Regions from separate parts of the Mus musculus genome. Here all the other regions are linked to region 1. The links are chromatin contacts, called in public Hi-C and HiChIP or PLAC-seq maps. All regions are on one chromosome and are shown on one strand. Each heading gives the region's core, a stretch centred on a gene start, on an enhancer-like site or on the middle of the called end of the contact. The rest is flanking DNA. Distances are from core to core; before and after follow the strand shown.

What was found. Hi-C and Micro-C count contacts between places; a contact is called where the count stands out from the background. HiChIP or PLAC-seq counts read pairs in DNA pulled down with a chosen protein or histone mark.
Region 2: a contact with region 1 is called in an H3K27ac HiChIP or PLAC-seq map of neural progenitor cells, with 7 times the contacts expected there. The contact joins two enhancer-like sites. A contact is called at or near these places in 2 of 39 promoter capture datasets (the C10 cell line and liver), 1 of 484 Hi-C or Micro-C datasets (neural progenitor cells) and 3 of 115 datasets of contacts at active chromatin or transcription factors (astrocytes, neural progenitor cells and stem cell-derived neural progenitor cells).
Region 3: a contact with region 1 is called in an H3K4me3 HiChIP or PLAC-seq map of neural progenitor cells, with 8 times the contacts expected there. The contact joins two enhancer-like sites. A contact is called at or near these places in 2 of 115 datasets of contacts at active chromatin or transcription factors (neural progenitor cells and stem cell-derived neural progenitor cells).
Region 4: a Hi-C map of stem cell-derived neural stem cells shows a contact between it and region 1, with 2.2 times the contacts expected there. The contact joins two enhancer-like sites.

Annotation. Positions count from the first base shown.
Region 1 is chr4:97,191,734-97,194,358 of GRCm38.p6, reverse strand. No RefSeq gene overlaps it. Among named protein-coding and RNA genes, the nearest start is that of Gm40207, 220 kb to the left of the region's middle. Within about 2 kb of position 1,333, at least 27 of the 459 cell types and tissues checked have an H3K27ac peak or open chromatin away from gene starts, as enhancers often do. A contact at or near this core is called in neural progenitor cells, stem cell-derived neural progenitor cells and stem cell-derived neural stem cells, where this site is marked.
Region 2 is chr4:96,718,444-96,721,068 of GRCm38.p6, reverse strand. No RefSeq gene overlaps it. Among named protein-coding and RNA genes, the nearest start is that of Cyp2j5, 56 kb to the right of the region's middle. Within about 2 kb of position 1,303, at least 60 of the 459 cell types and tissues checked have an H3K27ac peak or open chromatin away from gene starts, as enhancers often do. A contact at or near this core is called in neural progenitor cells and stem cell-derived neural progenitor cells, where this site is marked.
Region 3 is chr4:97,617,552-97,620,176 of GRCm38.p6, reverse strand. It overlaps a transcript of Nfia not described here. Among named protein-coding and RNA genes, the nearest start is that of E130114P18Rik, 34 kb to the right of the region's middle. Within about 2 kb of position 1,331, at least 90 of the 459 cell types and tissues checked have an H3K27ac peak or open chromatin away from gene starts, as enhancers often do. A contact at or near this core is called in neural progenitor cells and stem cell-derived neural progenitor cells, where this site is marked.
Region 4 is chr4:97,563,437-97,566,061 of GRCm38.p6, reverse strand. No RefSeq gene overlaps it. Among named protein-coding and RNA genes, the nearest start is that of E130114P18Rik, 20 kb to the left of the region's middle. Within about 2 kb of position 1,326, at least 8 of the 459 cell types and tissues checked have an H3K27ac peak or open chromatin away from gene starts, as enhancers often do. A contact at or near this core is called in stem cell-derived neural stem cells, where this site is marked.

The DNA.
Region 1 (2,625 bases), core at 84-2,583:
GCCAGAGAATGATTTATTAATTTGAGCACAGCTCCATCTATCTATCTATCTATCTATCTATCTATCTATCTATCTATCTATCTATCTATCTATCTATCTATCTATCTAGTATATGTGCATGTATTATATGTAATGTATATATCCATTATATGTATGTATGTGTGTATGTATGTATGTTTTGTCAATTACATTTTGTTTTCCTTGTTTCCTGTGGCTCTCAAACAATTCAGATGTTCTAGAACAACATGTTTTAATGGCTTTGTCCTACAATATCTCTGCTACTTCTCATAGGGGCTTTCTCTTCTAAACGCTTTTCACTCAAAACATATTCATTCAAGTGACAGGTGTTGGTGAGAGATTTGGGGGGGGTGGAATGATAAAGCAATTTGAACTAGGACAAAGCACACTGGGGTTGGATTTGAACACATAAAACCTCTAAGCCTACTTTTTAAACAACCTTAGCCAAGTTACTTAGTATTTGTCTTTAAGTTTGAAAGTTACCATTTAAAACAAAGAAGAAATAAAAATGACCGTCATTTTGTAATGATAAGAATTAGGTGCAGCGTTTGAGTTAACGTATTTTACAATTTGGTTTCTGGTGTTGCCTTCACTAAAGGTAATTTTTGTTGGTCTTGTTGCCACATCTGGAGGTACTTGATTTAGCTGTAGCAGGTTACTTCCATATATCAGCTACTCTTCATGAGAAGATCTTCCCTCAGCTATTTCAGGCTTTTCTTCATCTCCCTTCAGGACACACACTGAAGGGCATAGTAAAATGTATTTTGTACTATTACAAGCAAAAAATCCTTTGCCAAGAATTTAGCTCTGATGTGCTTGGCACAGCAAAGCAACGGAGAGAGAGAAATGAAGGATTGCAGCAATTATAAATGGGCGAACATTCCACCGTACTCCAGAAGAATAGATTCCAGGCCAGGCTGCAATGAAAGATCTGGGGGAGGGGGAAGTTGCACAAGTGACTCCATTCAAACATGGGAACAAACCCTCCTAAGAATGACTACAGAAAGAAACACCTGCCACCCAATTCTTCACATGAGAGTTTGGCAGAAATACAGTGGGCAATTTGGAGTGACTTTTATTTTCCAAATTAAAGGGACTGAACAAGAGAACTATACAAATTAATTCCTGAAAATGAACTCTTAACTTCCAAATGCTATCTAAGCGGATAGATCAGAAGTCAGAGGTCAGAGGTCACTTTCTGCTTTTTGCATCTCAAAAACTATGTTTTCTTTTTGCTTCAGGATTTTGTTTGGCATCTTTAAATAGCTGCAGGGTTCTGAAACAGCCTGACGCTCCCAGGGCCTGCTCTCTTCCTTTCTTGGCTGTTGCCTCAGATATTCTTGAATTTATGGGACTGTTTCTCCCTTTCTCCCACTCTCTGTCCTTCCTACTTTCCCCCTCTATTTCCACATATTTTTATCTTTTCATTTGAATTGGCACACAGATTTCATGTGACAAAGAATATACAAACTTGACAAACTCTAGTCAGCTAGTATAAGTAGAGATGCTTATATAGCCCCACCTCTGTACAACTCAGAATGCTGACGTCATCTGCATCCACAGCACCTCCATTTTCTCCTTCAGTCCTCAGCTGGTACCGCCAGACACAGAATGGCCACCAGTTTTCTGTTTTTGTTTGTTTGTTTGTTTGTTTACATATCATCTTTTATGGAACTAGAATTTTGGTTAAATATATTATGTACTTATATATTATATATGATTTCTACATGGCTGGTTTTTTTAAGTGTAATCAGGTTTTTGCATGTATCTGGAATTTATGGTTTGCCCAGTGATTCTACATTGGGTTTATAACATACTTATCATTAAGCTGCTTGCTGGGAATGTGGAGTAGCTTTCAGGTTTGTGTTCTTATAAATAAAATTGTTATAAAATCCCTTAAATACATTTTTGTGTGCAATTATAAATTATATTATTATACAATTTTATTAAATTGATCATACACAATATATATATACATATATATATACATACATACATACATAGAGAGAGAAAAAAAAGATTATTAAATGCTGAAATTTTATATAATAACTTAATATCTACTGCAGGTACACTATCGATACCTAAAACTTCTGTACAGCTAAGTGTTTATAAATGAAGATGGTATTCCTTACTGTAGTCCAACATACACATTATTATTTTTTCATTGTTTGATTGTATGAATTACAATCCATTCTGACAATTGTAAATTTAATTATTTATTCAAGCCAGCCCACACAAAAGACACAGAATCCAGGTATTTAATTTCCAAGCTGTACGCCTAGATCGGGCAGGCATTGGCATGATTCTCACTCACATCCCAGCCGCCACATGATCCTTGTTAGTTGCTCTTCTCCTGCCCACGTGCTCATGCTCTATCTCCTCTCATCATGGCTTCCTCCTCTCTTGCTCTCCTTTCTTCCCTTCCCCCTCTCTCTACCAGTGAGCAAGATTTGCATGTGAGGTGTACATGAGGATTCATCTTGGGGCAACCAGATCTTGGGGTACAGTATTTAGCATCTAAATACAAGCAGCACCAGACCAAACTCCTACAGACAATACTAAAAGAAACCATTTCAGTTTAGTCATTAAATGTACCTTTTCCAATAT
Region 2 (2,625 bases), core at 54-2,553, 470 kb after region 1:
GACAAGGGGAAATGGGAACTTATAACCAATGGTCAACAAAGCAGGGGGTGAATACATGGACAATCACAAAGAGGCCTCAGAGGCAGGGGTGAAGTTTCTGAATTAGGGTCATGCTTCATAAAGTCAGACTACATGGTCACAGCACGGTTAGAATTTAGGCAAGAAGGGAATCTTGGTTTGGAGGTTGTCTGTATGCTTATCTGTCTGCTTGTATATATATCATGAGAGTATACTCATTACTTTTATATGAGTAAAAATTAAGGAAATAAAATTTAAATCCATAGAGAAGATTATTTATTAAGGTAACAATGTGACAGTAGAGGTTATAGGAGGTCTGCTATGAAGCCAACAAATTGACATAAATAGTAATATGCTATGATGTCATTACACTTCAAAATGTCATTGTGGCATTTGTTGTTTTTTATTATTTTCAGATAGTGGCTTATTGAATACTCATTATGTGTCACTGTGGAATTCTAATAAAGATAGAGAAATAAAGACCAGTGTCTGTTGGTTGATAAGCTTCCTGCAGTAGGACCTTCCTAAGTGGGTGACAGTATGCAGTAAGCTTTTTAGAGATGATACAGTGGTGTGTGTGTGTGTGTGTAAGAGAGAGAGAGAGAGAGAGAGAGAGAGAGAGAGAGAGAGAGAGAGAGAGAGAGAGAGAGTAACTTTCCAAGGATCACAAACTTCATCTTTAAAGATGAAGAGAATAAAGGATAGAGGCATTTTCTCAGCTGGATCAGACTCTCTCATACCATATAGCCTTGAGCAACTCACTTTTTTAGTAGAGCAACACCATTCCATTCATATTAAATGAGATATTGCATCAATGGCTTAGCAGTGTATCTTGAATGCCACAGAGAAGTACCACAGAGGAAACAAGTATCCTCTATTTTTATACAATTCTTCCCTTCACAACAGGCCTAATTATTAGTTTTTTTCCAGATATTGAAACTAGCGTTTGGATCATTTTCAGAGTGCTTTCCTGGTCAGCAGAAACTGCCTTTTACATTATCCTCCCACCTGTAATTGCTTCTCTTACTTTACAAAATAGGTTGGCATTACTATGCCCATTCTACTGTTGAAAAAACTGAAGCTCAGGGTACTACTGAAATCACTTTGGTTCCAACAGGCCTAGTGAGAGTGACTAAGCCAGGAGTGAAAAACTGTTGTGTAAATTCCAAGTCCAGCAATGCTATGTAGGCCACACTGGCAGCAAACAACTAGTACAACACCCCTGTATGAATGGCCTCATTGTCCAGCAAGACTGGCAGCAAATCCAACATAGCCTCTTCTACTTTGTCATCAGCACCAATGCCCAGATCCTTGACCATGTGGGTCACTGGTGAACACCTACTGAATGGAGCCCACACATGAACATTAGCAAACCCCAGCTGCTTTCTCTCAGCTCCATACCCCTCTGAGCCAGTAACAAGGCATTCTCAGCCACCTGGAGGTGGTATGTTCACAGACACAAAAGCATAACTAAAGTGATAAAATAGTCCAAAGTTTGCTAAGTGTTTTCTAACTTGAAGAATTTCCCAAGATCATTAAGAGGAACAATAAAGATGGGGGTGATACTCTAATTGGGATCAGAAACTGGAGAGCTTTGGTGCCATCTAGGGAACTGTGAAGTTCTGGAAACAAGTGTGTGCTTTTCTTTTCTCCCTCTCCTCTCTGTCTTTATGAGCCTTTCAGCTACAGTTCCAATGCTCCTTAGCAACAAAGGCGAGCTTCCCAGAGCTGGGTGACTCAGGAATGCCAGCCCTTTCCCTCATTAGCATTGAGGGGCCTCATCTGCCTGCGCAGTTGGCCAGAAACCATGCAAAAGGCAAAGTGGTTTGGGGAGGGCCCAGCATTTACCACGGCTTGTTGGAAAGTGGGAAGCTGCCTCAAAAGTTTCCAAACAAAAGGCATCAATATTATTTGTGGAGCCATCAGGCTGCCTGGGACACAATATGGCTCTGGCTTGGCCACATGCTCCCGCCCCAGGTTCTGAGCAAAGACTCCAGGCCTTCCCACATCACATCTTGGCCTTGGATCTTTACACAGTGCATTGTTTCCCTCTCCCCCTTCTGTTTTGTTGCTCTTCAGACTCAGTTTTTCCAAAATGGACAATGGGTAGACTCCAACTGGTAGTGGGGTTGCCCAGAAGAGGGCAATTGACAAAGGGTAAGTGGTCAGATGGTAGGACAATCACTAGCAGATGGTGCTTCTGAGGATAGAGTCCAGGAAAATTCATAGGCAGATTGAGCTCTGACAAAGGCCAAGGGAGATTTATCTTGTAAAGAGCAATTGGCACTTGGTACCAATCCCTAAAGCCCACACACTACTATCCCACACAGTTTTCTGTTCTTGCAAAGGGAGATTTAGACTGAGAATCTGTCTCATCAGAATTCCAAAGTTCTGGTTAGTTAGCCAATCCCCAGAAGATTATAACTGAAGCTCATTTTCTGCTTTCAAGGAGCCAGCTCTAAGCAGAGATTCCTTGGGCTTCCTTGGGCTTGGACACCTTCTGAGATGTGACTCTTCACTATGTGTTCTCTCAGACAAGTCCAATTTGTTCTTCCAAAATCCATCTCTCTTTTCCCTGTGGACATTGAGAATGTAGATTGATGACTC
Region 3 (2,625 bases), core at 82-2,581, 430 kb before region 1:
GGCCGACTAGGCCATCTTTTGATATATATGCAGCTAGAGTCAAGAGCTCCGGGGTACTGGTTAGTTCATAATGTTGTTCCACCTATAGGGTTGCAGATCCCTTTAGCTCCTTGGCTACTTTCTCTAGCTCCTCCATTGGGAGCCCTATGATCCATCCATTAGCTGACTGTGAGCATCCACTTCTGTGTTTGCTAGGCCCCGGCATAGTCTCACAAGAGACAGCTACATCTGGGTCCTTTCAATAAAATCTTGCTAGTGTATGCAATGGTGTCAGCGTTTGGATGCTGATTATGGGGTGGATCCCTGGATATGGCAGTCTCTACATGGTCCATCCTTTTATCTCAGCTCCAAACTTTGTCTCTGTAACTCCTTCCATGGGTGTTTTGTTCCCAAATCTAAGGAGGGGCAAAGTGTCCACACTTCAGTCTTCATTCTTCTTGAGTTTCATGTGTTAATACAACTTGCCAGATGATTCAGTGTTGCTCGCTTGCTCGCCCTTCCTTCCTTCCTTCCTTCCTTCCTTCCTTCCTTCCTTCCTTCCTTCCTTCCTCCCTTCCTTCCTTCCTTCCTTCCTTCCCTCCTTCCCTCCTTCCCTCCTTCCTTCCCTCCCTCTCTGCCTTCCTTCCTTCCTTTCTCTCTCTCCCTCCTTCTGTCCTTCCTTCCCTCCCTCCCTCTCTTCCTTCCTGTCTGCCTTCTTTCTCTTTCCTTCTTTGTGGGTGGTGTGTATGTGTGTGTGTGTGAGAGAGAGAGAGAGGGGGGGAGGGAGAGAGAGGAGGGGGAGGGAGAGAGAGGGGGGGAGGGAGAGAGAGAGAGTATTTAGACATGTGCAGGAAGTCTCAGAATCTCTTGCAAAAACAGGATTAAAAGGAAAAAGGAAGGAAGAAAGAAAAAGTAGACCCCTCCCTCTCCAGGGAGACATTAGAGGAACAGTGAAGCCTGAGGGAAGTTTGAATGCCAAGAAAGCCTGTTTTGAGTCAGTAGGAAAGAGGCCAGTGTGGGCACCGTTGGGCAGCTGCGAGCTGCTGGCTCTATCCATTCAAAACCACTCTGGCAGAGGGGAAATGATCTTTCTTTTATCACTTTTTAAAAAGGAAGTTTAAAAAAACCGCAAAAGATGCAGAAACATACTGATGTCACTGAGAGGGGAGACCCAGGTCACCACCAACAGTGGGTGTCAGGGATCCCCCACCCCACAACCACAGCTCAGCTCTAAAAGGCGGCCCAGACAATAATCAGATGCCAAACCATGCGAAGTGCCCAGAGGCGACTCCAAAACACCCAGCCCACCAGCGGATAAAGGCTGCCAAGGAGCCAGATGCTGCAGCTTTAAAAATATCTTCCGCTGCTTGGCATCTGTAATCGCGGCTGCTGTCTCTTCTCCAGGAAGGAGCGGCCAGGCTGGGACAGCCGGGCAGGCGGCAGCAGTGCGCTTTTGCTAGGCGTAACCCAGAGCTCCAGAGTGCCTCTGGCCAGGCTGCCCACTTGGCCTTGTTAAATCACCTCCAGCATATGGTGAGAGACATCTGCCCAGGATCTGGACCTCACAGACAGGATGAGGAGGCTGGAACCAGCTTTCTGAGACTGAATGTTCAGGCTGAGCTTCCATAGGAAGCCAGGGGGCATTTCCAGGACTTGGATCTCCTTTGCACAGGGCTGAACTCTTAAAAAGAAGGATCCCTCTGGGTCATGCCACGATCAGTCTAGTTTCCTGAGACACCTGCTGATTTAGCCGTGAAACGGAGTAAAATTTATGCCTTGTGATTTGATGTGGGGAAGGATACTAACTCATTCTAAAGCATGCTTCTGCCCTTTGTGTTCCAGTTGAAGGAATCGCAGTTTTTCCATTAGAAAAGTCAGACAATCTTACCAACAGGTTGTAGTTTCAGGAGTCCCCAGAGATCTAGGTAGCACTTTTCCTGATTCTTGCTAAATGGCTGGCATTGATGAAATTTGTCTGACTAGGAATTGGGTCCCTTTGACACACTGAGATATAGCAAACCATCTGACTGAACTGGCAAATTTCTTCTTAGGCAGCAGTAGGGAGTTAATAAGCTATTTATGAGAGGAGCCAGAATCTTGCTTTAAAAAAACCTTCCCTTTGTCTCTCTTATCCAGTTTCTCCTTCTACCCAAAACATCAAATTATAAAGGCAAAACTGTGGTTTCTTTTCTATTTCATTTTAACCTTCAGATAGCACTTCATTGATTTATTTTATACTTCCCCGTTTAAAAAGGAGGGAGGATACAGTCCTTTTGATGAGGCAACAGCTCAGAACTGAAGCTGGGGGAGAAATCCATTCATGATTTAAGGAAGAAAGAGTCACAGGTATGCTTACAGACATGACCCTGTACACCACAAGAGCTGGGACAACCCTACTTTATCCTTGTGTATACAACATCATAATACAACATCATATCCTTGTATGACGGAGCATCTTTCCCAGAATGTATCTGGGTTTTCTTTTATAGTGACATCAATGGTCTACAAGTCAGTGGATGCTTGCAGCTGGCTTTTGGACCTTTATTCTCACCTGTCACCAATCCCAATGACACAGAGCTAACTTAAAGCCCCATCACTTCCAGGTTCCTCTCTAGTTGTGGGACAAATGGATGAATTATACCAAAC
Region 4 (2,625 bases), core at 77-2,576, 370 kb before region 1:
TTCATTAATGTAGTGGTGATGAAACCCCTCAGCTCTTACTTATCTGGGAAGGTATTTCTGCTTTATTTCTGTGGAGACTATAGCCATATGTAGTATTCTTGATTGACACTATTTTTCTTTAGCACTTGAACATATCATTGTGTTTCCGTTTGCCCCGCAAGCTTGCAATGTGAAATCCCTTCTTATTCTTACCAGGCTGTCTTTGTATGTGACAAGTCACTTTTATTTCTGTGCCTACAAAATCCCCTATCTTTGATTGTTGACAATGTGATTGTAATTTCTCAGATGCGCTTCTTTGGTTTAATCACAGCTAGGGTCCTTTAGACATCTAGATGTCCATTTTCCCTCACAGGGTCACTTATTCACACCATCTTATTATCTGCCTCTTTTCTGTTCTCTCTCTCATCTTTGTTTATTGTTTTTAGCACTAGGAATTTATCCAAGAACCCAATAAACTCTATGGCAATCTCCCATCGCTTTCTTTCCTAACCACTCTACTTTATGATAGCCTCTCATTTCCGTAGGATTGTTTTATTCTCTTTTTGTGTTCATTTTTACTATGCTTCTGATTGGATAATGTCAATGTCTTTGTGACTGCTGATTCTATCTTGTGAATGAAGTTACTACCATTGTGAATTTTCAGTTCTATTCTGTGTTCTTTAGCTTTGAAATCACTGTTTGGTTATTTAAAAAAAAAAAAAGAGAGAGACTTGATACTGTTATTCTATTCATTATGTTCTTGTGAGTTGATTGAATGTAACATGGATATTTTGAATTCTTAATTTGGTCATTCACTTAACTCCATTACCTGAAGTTAGGCTTTGGAGATTCTTTTGTTCCTATGGTTGGGCCATGATTTCTCAGGTTTTTATGTATGCCTTGTACCTTTGTATTTGGTTGTACATTTGAAACACACCTGCCTCTATATCATTTTACTTCAACTATGTACAAGGAAAGACTTCCACAGTCATTTGAGGTCAAGATTCCAGAACCTCGTCAAATTTGTCTAGGGATACATTTTTCTATGCTTTCATGAATAAGCCCGGCAGAGTTTTGCTGGCTTAGTCTTCAGTTTGTAATCTCTTCCTCCCTCTAGTGTCTATCTGTAGTATTACAAGTTCCAACGTGCTAAACTATGTGCCTTTCCCTGAGGCCTTGGGGACCATCAGGAACCTGTGTTGGGTAAGCCAGAAACCAGTCTCTTTGAAGGTCCCTGAAGAGCTGGGATTTTTTCTTTTTTGGACACATGTCCGCTCCATTCACCCCTTCCACTCCCAGAGCCACAAGCTGGGCTCTCACTCCCTAGGTGGCAGGCTGTGCCAGTTTCTGTTTGTGGTATTACAAGTTCCCTGGCACTGACATGAGCTGCCGAGCTCACTTTTGTTCTCTGCAGCCCCTAGGCATGAACACTGTGAAGTATGTGAGAAGGAAATTAGTTCCTCGAGAGAAGAGACTTTGAATGCAAAATCTATTTTTCTCTTTGCCCTCCCCCCCGCCCCCCAAGGAAGAGACTGATAATTGGACTTTTGCACTCTGGAAAAGGAGACGTTTGATATGGAACGGCATCTTTTACTACATCTTCTCTTTATATCTACCACCTCTTTTACCCCTCCCCCTCTCTTCCACACTCCCTCCTAGTTTCCTTATTTTTTTTCCAGATCGACCAGTACTATTCAGGCTGGTCTTGAATTTGTGTTCGTCTTACCTCAGCTTCCTAAGTAGATGGGATTAAGGACGGGTCCCTGCACTTGGTTTGCCACTCTCAGCATGACTATTCTTGGCTTTGAACTTATTTCTAGGGTTCTCATGAAGGCATTTCCCACTCACATGTGTCATATTATAGTCACTCTTTCTATGAGGACAATGAGATTTGGTGCTTCTGATTCCACCATCTTGCTAATATCATCGTCCTCTGTCTCTTAAATAATGAGAAATGAAAGCATTCCCCACCCTCATGTGCGGAGACACTAAGTCTTCTTTCCCATATGCCGCCTGAGACCTTCTCCCTATCTTTATACAGTTGTATTAACAACGTATCTTATTCAACATGGTCCATCCCGGGGCTCTAGGCTTCTAGGAGCAGATGCAGTATTACATTTTACTCAAGGTCTTGTACTGGAGAACCCCATATTTCCTAAATATATTTAAAAAATAGTGGAGAACATATGGGTGTCTGTGTCTATCAGGTTCTAGTGTTGAGAGCTGTTGTATACAACTGTCCTAGTTAGCTTTAACTGTCAACTTGAAGGCTAAAATCACCTGAGAAAATGAAGTTTCAATTGAGGGATGGCAGAAGATGGGCTGGCAGAGGCATGTCTGTGGGGGGTTATCTTAATTATCAATTGATGTAGGAGAACCCAGCCCACTGTGGAGGGCACCATTCCTTAGGCCAGTGTTTCTCAACATTCCTAATGTGTTGACTTTTTATTTAATACAGTTCCTCATGTTGTGGTGACCCCCCAACTATAAAATATTTTCTTTTGCTACTTCATAACTGCAATTTTGCTACTGTTATGAGTCCTAATATAAATATCCAAGCTTTCTCATAGTCTTAGGTGACCCTTATGAAAGGATTGTTCATCCCCTAAATGGGTCATGACCCAACTGCCCTAGGCAGACAGGCTG